2 separate regions of the Mus musculus genome follow, and region 2 is linked to region 1. The links are chromatin contacts, called in public HiChIP or PLAC-seq maps. All regions are on one chromosome and are shown on one strand. The core of a region is the stretch at or near the end of the contact, and the rest is flanking DNA. Distances in the headings are between cores, read along the strand shown. Region 1 overlaps Etl4 (enhancer trap locus 4). Region 2 overlaps Etl4 (enhancer trap locus 4).

Region 1 (4,471 bases), core at 1,101-3,600:
TCTGTGTGTTTGAGGCAGTATTTGCTGGCAAGTTGTGGCATGGTGGCAGATGCCACTGAAGCATGCATGGTGTGTGTTCAGAATCAAGGCTCCTATGAAACAGCATCATGGGGGAGCACTGCCAGAAACAGCTCAGCCTTGTTTCAACCTGCGTTTTGTTTGCTTTGTTTTTAAGATGGAGTCTCATGTAGCCCAGGATGGCCTCACAGTTTTTATGTAGCTGCAGATGGCCTTGAACTCCTACTCCTAAGTGCTGGAATTATAGGCATGCACCACACGCCTGTTTTTACTTGTGTTGTTTGTTTACTTTTTATTTTATGTGTATGTGTGTGTGCCTGAGTCTAGGTACCACTTTCCCCACAGTGTGTGTGTGTCTGGTTCCTGTGGAGATAAAGGGGCGAGAGGAATCCCACTAGAGCCAGAGGTACAAGCATTTGTGAGCAGCCATGTGGGTGCTGGGAATCAAGCCCAGAGCCTTTGTGAGAGAAGCAAATGCTCTTAAGCCCCTAGCTATCTCTTCACTCTTCAGCCCCTGATTGTGTGTATGTGTATATATATATATATATATATATATATATATATATATATATATATATATATATATCATATATATCGATGATCATATATATATATATATGATTTTGAATTAAGGTTTCTTTGCTGCAGGTTTGGAAAGCCTTTACTGTTGCTAGTGCTTTCCCAGTTTCCTCACTTAGCTTTGCAACCCCTGTAGGTGCTCAGTGTGAAGAGCTGTAAGCATTTGGCAGAGTAGGCTTTCAATAATCATTGGGAAAATTTATTTGAGACAGGGCCTCATACAGCCCAGGCTGGGTTTGAAACTCGTGTAGCTAAGGCTGGATACTAACTCCTGATGTTCCTGCCTTCTGACAAGGGCTGGAATACAGGTGTGCATCATTATGTCTGGCTGTTGGTAGAATTTGAATCTGTGTCTTATTCTCTTTGGAGGCCATGGGCTCCTAGTATCATCCTTGGGTTGTTGTCCCCAACATGACCTCCTCTTCTGGCTTTTAAAGGTTTCTTGAAAGCTCTGTGGCGGGGATCCATCTACCTGATTGCCTCCTCTGGCAATGGGTGCCTCCATCTAGTGCTAGCCTACAAAATGACAGATGCTCAGTCTGTGCTCTGAAACAGCCTAGTCAGTTTCTACCTTCATATCTTCTTTCGCTCTTCAAAGCACTGACCTGGCGCTCAAATTATACATTAGTTGTTTGTTGACTGACTCTCTAACCATCAGGTAGATACTCCTATGCAGTCTATCTTGATCAGCACCCCACCACCTCCTATCCCTTTTAGTGTTTGGAGCAGGCCATTATTCAATATTTGTGCAAATGAATAGTTGACTCGGTCAATTAATTTGAATTAATACAACACAGGATGCTTCTCTAGATTACATGGAATGCTCTACCTATTGTATAAAGTCTGTACAAGGGATTGTTTTTATCCTTGACTTCATGTTTTAAGAAACGTATTTATGAATATGAATGTTTGCCTGCATGTATGTCTGTGTAGAGCATGCCTGCCTAGTACCCACAGAGGCCAGAATTGAACAAGGATCCCCTGGAACTGGAGTTATAGAGAATTGTGAGCTGACATTTGAGTGCTGGGAATTGAACTCCTGCTTTGGAGGAGCAGCCAGTGTTCTAAACTAGTGAGCTGTCTCTTCAGCTAACCACTATGAAGAAGTGAAGAGAGCCAGATGGTGGAGGAACCTTTAATACCAGCCCTCAGGAGGCAGGGGCAAGTGGATTGCTGAGACCAGCCTGGTCTACAGAGTTCCAGGACAGACAAGTGTGTGCATACACCACACACACACAGGAGTATGTGGACTACCTAATATATAGTAGGATATATATTTATATATTATATGTTATATATTATATATGTACTTATATATAAATATATATAATCAATAACTTATATGTTGTTGGTTATTTGAGACAAGATTTTGTGCTCTGTTACACAGTAGTCCCAGCTCTTATGGAATTCACTATGTAACCCAGGCTAGCTTTCAACTCCTATAGGAGAGAGCCCCTGGACTCCCTAATCTTGACCATGGGATAAATTCTCAGAAAAGTATAATTCAGTGGTAGAGTACATGTTTAGCATGTGTATGTACAAGACTTTGTGTTTATTTTTCACCCCCCCCCCCAAAATAAAATTAAAAGCAAATAAGATAAAAAATAAAATAAAATAAATATCCCAGGAAGTAACTGCACTACCGCCAGCTCCCAGTAGGTTGTGAAGTGCCCAAATGATGCCAAAGCCCAGATGCCTCTCTGTGTGGTCTGACTCAGCCAGAGTAATCAGAACATGGAGAGTCACAGGCACTACAGTCCAGCAGTTGCTGGTCTGCATAGCTTGCTGTGTGGACGGCTCCTTAGGGATGGCTTGGCTTTCTATAACCCTCTGCCTTTTTGAATTTGCCCTCCCAGATCCCTCTCTACTTTTCTTGTCCAGGATGTAGACACATCACAGCTGGAGTCCCCTGGGTCTCTGAAGAGTAGCTCTTTGGTGATCCTGCCCTCCTCCTGTTCTTCCTCCTTCTCCTCCCTCCCCCTCCTCCCCCCTCCCCCTCAATTGTGCTCCGGGGAGTGTTTAAGGGCTGATTTTCCATTCGAAGCTCTTGTTTGCTCTTTGCCCTGCTGGAAGTGGGCTCCCTGGAAGAGTTTGGGAGGGGCAGGAAGAGGAAACAGGGCTGCCTTTCAGCCTTGCCCAGGCCTTGTCTTTAGGCTACAACTTCTCTACTTTGTTAGACAAGGATTCCCAGAATAGCAAACAGCCAGACACACCCATATTTACATCTTAGCACCAGAGTTCTTTCCAAACAAGAAACAGAACTGCCATTCTGTTTGACAGCTTGAGAGTCCCTGCATGCACTTTTCTTCATACAGATAATGTGAAACTGGCCCACTTGGGTCTGACACCATAACTGTGGAATAGTGGCAAAATGGACCTTTGTCTGTTCCTTCTCTTGTTTATGCATGCCTCTCCTTGGGTTTTATGCTCACCTAAAAGGCTGAATTCTAGCTGGGTGTGGTGGCACACGCCTTTAATCCCAGCACTCGGGAGGCAGAGGCAGGCGGATTTCTGAGTTCGAGGCCTGGTCTACAGAATGAGTTCCAGGACAGCCAAGGCTATACAGAGAAACCCTGTCTGGAAAAAACAAAAAAACAAAAACAAAACAAAACAAAACAAAACAAAAAGGCTGAATTCTCCCCAGGTGACTCAAATGGCCCAAATGTCATTTCTCCTTCAGGTGTGGGGCTGGCAGCTGCCCAGAGCAGAGGAAAGGCCTAATCAACTGTGAAGAGTTTGTGGACAGGACTGGGTTACTGAGGTGCTGGTGCTGGGCTGGGGTGGAGGCAGATGGGACTAATGGAGTGGTGGATGAGCGCAAGCAATAAAGGCGAGCAGACAAAGATGGGCTCTGTGTGCTGGCTGGCCTGTGTCAGTCTCCCTTGTTAACTGCTGGTACCTTTCCATCCCTTTACTGTATGTCACATTCAGTTTTGTTAGACCACTGGAAACATTATTTTAAAATCCACAAGAACATAAACAAAGTAGAAAAACAGCATAAAATTGATGCGACCTTTCCCATGAAAAGCATGAAGGAAGGGTTGAGTTTAAAGTCCGATACATGGGATGACTGAAAGAATAATGAAGACTGTAGATTGACAGTGACATCCAAGACCCTACTTCTAGCGGGTTGCCCAGTTTACTTCAAGGAAGAACATGGGAGACTCCACAGTCCGCAGGTCTGCTTCAGTTATCTTGACCTGCTGTAACAATCCCTGGATGGAGCAGAGTGTGTCTTCCTCTTGCCTGACTGGTTACATGTGACCTTTTGTCCATATATATATAGCTGAAAGTAAATGTGTGTGTTTTATGACCATGTAAAGCAATAGCCTCTCCAGACTGTCAGACTTGCTCATTAATCTAGCTGTCCTGGATAATTTTTACATGGATTATTTTAATGTTGAAAGCAATCTTGAAAAGCCACAGGGTACTTCTATCATGCACATAGCAGTTTTGTCCAATGCAAAACACGTATACAACACACACGCGCACACACACACACACACGTGCACATATATGCACACATATACACGCACACACAAAAGATGAAGCTTTATGTTTTCTTGGCACATATGCTTATTAGCCTGAGATATGATCTGTTCTCAGTATTGTTTTTTGTGGTGCTGCTATGGCTCTGATCCAGAGCTTTGCACATCCTAGGCAAGATGTTGACCTCTAAGCTCTATCCCCAGCCACGTGTTTTGCTCTATGTAATAGACTCTGTGACTCCTGTATTATTAGGGATATTATGGATGATTTAAAAAAGGAAACTGTGATGAGAATTTGAATATTAGAGATTATTACTTAATAAAGATTATTATTACTAAATAAATAACATTATACTAATCTTTCAATATATTTTTAACCAAAACAT
Region 2 (4,471 bases), core at 900-3,399, 110 kb after region 1:
ACCTTATACAACATAGTCGCATGCAAACACATACAGACACACAATTAAAATTAAAATAAATCTTTTAAAAATTTTATTTTAGCCAGGCGTGGTGGCGCACGCCTTTAATCCCAGCACTTGGGAGGCAGAGGCAGGCGGATTTCTGAGTTCGAGGCAAGCCTGGTCTACAGAGTGAGTTCCAGGACAGCCAGGGTGATATAGAGAAACCCTGTCTTGAAACAAACAAACAAACAAATAAATAAATAAATAAATAAATAAATAAATGAAAATTATTTTATGCGTATTGGTGTTTTGCCTGTGTATCTGTGTGAAGGTGTGAAAATCCCTAGAGCTGGAGTTATAGACAGTGGTGAGCTGCCATGTGGGTGCTGGAAATTAAATTCAGGTAGACTGAATGGGCAGGCAATGCTCTAACCGGTGAGCCATTTCTACAATTCCAAAATAAAATCTTTCTAGAAAGATGTATACCATACATTCTGTTATCTTAGTTTAAATATTAAAAAAAATTAATCCAACTAACTTGAGATAGCAAGTTGACCAGCAATTAATATTGAAAATAAATACTTTTCTCCTATCTTAAAATGTGTGGCTGTGAGGTACAGTGGAAGATGGCACAGAGGCACAGCTGTAGATTTTGGGTTGTCTTTCCCTCAGCACACAGTAAAGACTTGAAGGCAACATGGTAACATTTGTCTCTGTGGAGTGCTCTTCACGACTAGAAAGGGATGGAGCCAGCCAAAGGGCATCTGTACCTAGTGTTTACAGTACGGACATACCTCAAGGAAGTATGAAGAGATGGGAAAATACCAGAGGGACCACAAGCTAAATGAAATGTGCCCAGGATCTTTATTCAAACTTGATCGAGTCCAGGATCATTCGTTTCTAGGAGATGATAGGATAAGGCTTAATGCTGTCTAAGTGTGAAATTGAGGAATTGCCCCTGCATTCAAAGGATATTATGAGAACACTTTGCCCTTTCAGCCCTGCCTATTTACTTAGATTCTTTGTAGAGAGAAATGGTGGCTGGGCATGTTCTCAACTGTATTCTTTTCCACTGACTTCTTACTTAGGTTGATTGTCTGCAATGTGCTTTTAAGTGGAGGTAAAATGCACATAACATGATATTTACCATCTTAAAATATACCATCTTATTTAAAATATATGCTTTAGTGGTGTTAGGGATGTTCACATAGTATGTGTGTGTGCACATGTGTGCATATGTATATACATGACACGTGTACTCGTACTTGTGGTACGAGGGCTAGAAATTGTCAGGATGTCCTCCTCTGTTACTTTCTACTATTTTGTCTTGTTTTTGTGATTTTGGTGTTATTTGTAGTTGTTGTTTTTAAAGACAATTTCTCTGTGTAGCCCTGGCTGTCTTGGAACTCCCTCAGTAGACCAGGCTGATCTCGAACTCATAGATATCTGCTTGCCTCTGCTTCCTGAGTGCTGGGTTTAAAGGTGTATGCCATCACCACTCAGATTTCTACATTATTTTTTAAGACAAAAATCCCTCACTGAATCACCAGTTTAGCTACACTATTTGGTCACAGAGCCTGAGATCTGTCCGTCTCAGCTCCCCATCACTGAAGTTTCATGATTGTGCTGCCATACCTGGCTTTCTACTTGGGGCCCAAGGATCTGAACTCAGACCTTTTGGCCTACATAGTAAGCACTTTACCTGCTGAGCCATCTCCTCAGCCTTAAAACCCTAAAAAACTTGAGCTCTGTACCTATTTAACCAAAGCCCTGCCCCAAGCCTGTCAATCAACACTTAATTTTCTATCACTCTGTGTGTGACTACTCAGACAGTTTCTGTAAGTAAAATAGTAAGGTATTGGATTTTGTGTGTGTGACTGTTTATTTCACTTAGCACAATGCCCTTAAGATCCATCCGTTTTGTGGAATGTATGAGAACTCTTTCCCTTTGAAGACACATTTGTACTGCACTGTCTGTTGTATTAGTTACTTTTGTGTTTTTGCAACAGAGTATGTGACAAATAAGTTAAAAGAAGGATTTAGTTTTGACTCAGAGTTTAAGTCCATAGTCACTTGTACTCCAAGTGCTTGGACAGGTTGTAGGAGTGTGTGGTAGAGAGCTTCTTCCAGATCACTCCCCTCATTATTGATCTGGAAGCAGTGGTCACAGCAGGAAAGGTCAGGGATAACACTGCCCTGGTGACTCACTTCCTCCAGCTAAGCCCCACTTCTCAGCCATTGTACAGCCACTCATGGGGGCATTTCAGGTGCAAGCTACATCTCATGGACACATACCTTTTTGTTTACTGGTCTTTCAGCAGGCATTTAGGCCTTTGCATCTCTAGTCAATAACATGTGAGCATTCGGTCTTTGTCCACTAGACAACCAACTTGACAGAATATGAGTAACTACAGGGGTAACTCAGTGAAGGTGCATATTGGGACTCTAGATGATCACTTTAAAAATATATTACAGATTCACCTCTCTGCTGGCTGATACCATTTAATGGTGCTCAGGATTTAGTTGCCCACTTTCATTTAGATCTAAATTTTAATTATTACAAGTTGGAGGGATGGGTGGGTGGGGGAGCACCCTGATAGAAGCAAAGGGGAGGGAGGAAAAGGAGGCTGTGGGATGGGAGCCTTGTGGAGGGGTGACTGGGAAGTAGGATATCATTTGAGATGTAAATGGATGGAATGATTAATAAAAAAAGAAGTTTGATCATATATATAAAAATTACAGCAATTGATAGGTCATCCCCACACCTGACCAGCAAGCCTGTTTCCTTGAGCACAGTGTGACAGTGTGTGTGGGCTTTCTCAACAAAGCTTCTTAAAGGCTTCCATAGAAAACACTCAGAGGCTGAGAATGAAACTGGATGGGGCTATTTACATTTCCCAAATCCCTTTCTTTCCTGTACAGCACATTTCGGGAGTGGGGGGTGTCAACAAAAACTTGGTGGATTTGTTTTTTTACACATGTGCTGGCTTGAGCCACTTGTAGCTGTGGTTATATAGATAAACATTTACTTAAGACTTTGTCATAGTATGTGTGTCTGTCTGTGTGTGTGTGTGTGTGTGTGTGTGTGTGTGTGTGTGTGTGTGTGACCAAAAGACTTACATAACCTCCTTCATTTTGTAAATTATTTTATTTTTAGGGATCATTCTGTTGGCCTTAGAGAAGACAATGAAAAAATACGCCAAGATAAAGCTGAAAATAGTAATTAAAACAAGATGCATACTTTAGAAAGTATAATACTTTCCATGTCAGGTTTTTGTTTTTGTTTTTAGAAATGCTTTGAGAGGTTCCTTTAAGCTGTATTGAAGTATGTAATCGATGAGTGGAAACTGTATGCAGTACATTCTAAGTTAAAGTGTGAGATTTGATATGCAAATGCAGCATGAAATGATTGCCACAGCCAAGTTAATTAACCAGTCCTTCACTTCCGCCACTGGGATGCTTTGAGCTCTGACCTGAATAAACAAAGATGGCATCCGTATCCAAATGCCATTGGAAACCATTTCTAACCTTAAGAAAGCTGCTGAAGATTACTAAACAGTCACTACCGATCTACTGAACATACAATGTCATCATCTTTATCCTAAAAGGACCACCAGGAAACTTGCTTCTAAACTACAAAGTTAGTTGATTTCATTATGCACGCAATAGACTTAACCCGTTTTACCACAGCATTCAACGGTGAAAAGTTAGCTGATAATTCATTGGAAATGATCATGAAAGCATCTAGTAAGCCTAGTACATAATCAATTAGGAAATGAAAGATTTAATTTCAATAACGCTTGCTTGACTACAGTGTATCTTCAGGAGCAGCCTTGATGTGAAACCTGTTTCATGCCTATAGCTCAGTGTCCACAGCCCTAACTGGGAGGAGTGGTGGTTTGAACACAGCCTAGTCACTATGGTGTAGCGAGTAGGCCCATTCACTGACTGCTTATACAGCCACAGCAGGCGTTCTGGTCCTTTCACCTTATTTCTGACATAAGAAATCTTTACATTTTGGGTAGAAAATTGTTGTCTTTGCTGAGAGGGACTTTAATGAGAAGTTTGGGCAAAAAAGAGACACTGTACACGTTAGGAAAATCTATCTCCTACGTGTCTCCTGGAATCCTTGTGGCTAAGGAAGACCAGAAAATCCACATACTGAATAGACCTGAGGAAGAAGCTGGCTAGATTCTCACCCTCATTCTCCAAGTGATGGTTTCAGTAAAAAGCCATGCCGTGGGGACATAAATGTGCAGGTCCCAGCAAAGAGTGTCTGAAGTGACAGTGAAGGAGAGTACCCTGCTGTGTCAGACAATGCCACTAGCAGCTTGGGGGGTGGGGGAGACTAACCAAGATGGTAAATTGCTGTGACTTTTATTGTAAGATAATTTTGTGCTCTTCTCCCACTGTGATATTATAAGTGACCTATTTTTCCTCTTTGAGTTTTAAAACCCCTTTTGTTGCCTAATCTTTTTTTTTTTCTAAT

What was found. HiChIP or PLAC-seq counts read pairs in DNA pulled down with a chosen protein or histone mark.
Region 2: an H3K27ac HiChIP or PLAC-seq map of trophoblast stem cells shows a contact between it and region 1, with 3 times the contacts expected there. The contact joins two enhancer-like sites. A contact is called at or near these places in 1 of 484 Hi-C or Micro-C datasets (muscle stem cells), 8 of 115 datasets of contacts at active chromatin or transcription factors (embryonic stem cells, epiblast stem cells, neural tube and 3 more) and 3 of 9 other capture datasets (adipose tissue, embryonic stem cells and pancreatic islet).

The regions. Positions count from the first base shown.
Region 1 is chr2:20,523,746-20,528,216 of GRCm38.p6, forward strand. All of the region lies in intron 2 of Etl4 (enhancer trap locus 4), which reads left to right. Among named protein-coding and RNA genes, the nearest start is that of Gm17171, 190 kb to the left of the region's middle. Within about 2 kb of position 2,351, at least 70 of the 459 cell types and tissues checked have an H3K27ac peak or open chromatin away from gene starts, as enhancers often do. A contact at or near this core is called in pancreatic cancer cells and trophoblast stem cells, where this site is marked.
Region 2 is chr2:20,629,857-20,634,327 of GRCm38.p6, forward strand. The region is part of intron 3 of Etl4 (enhancer trap locus 4); the gene reads left to right. Among named protein-coding and RNA genes, the nearest start is that of Gm17171, 300 kb to the left of the region's middle. Within about 2 kb of position 2,150, at least 5 of the 459 cell types and tissues checked have an H3K27ac peak or open chromatin away from gene starts, as enhancers often do. A contact at or near this core is called in pancreatic cancer cells and trophoblast stem cells, where this site is marked.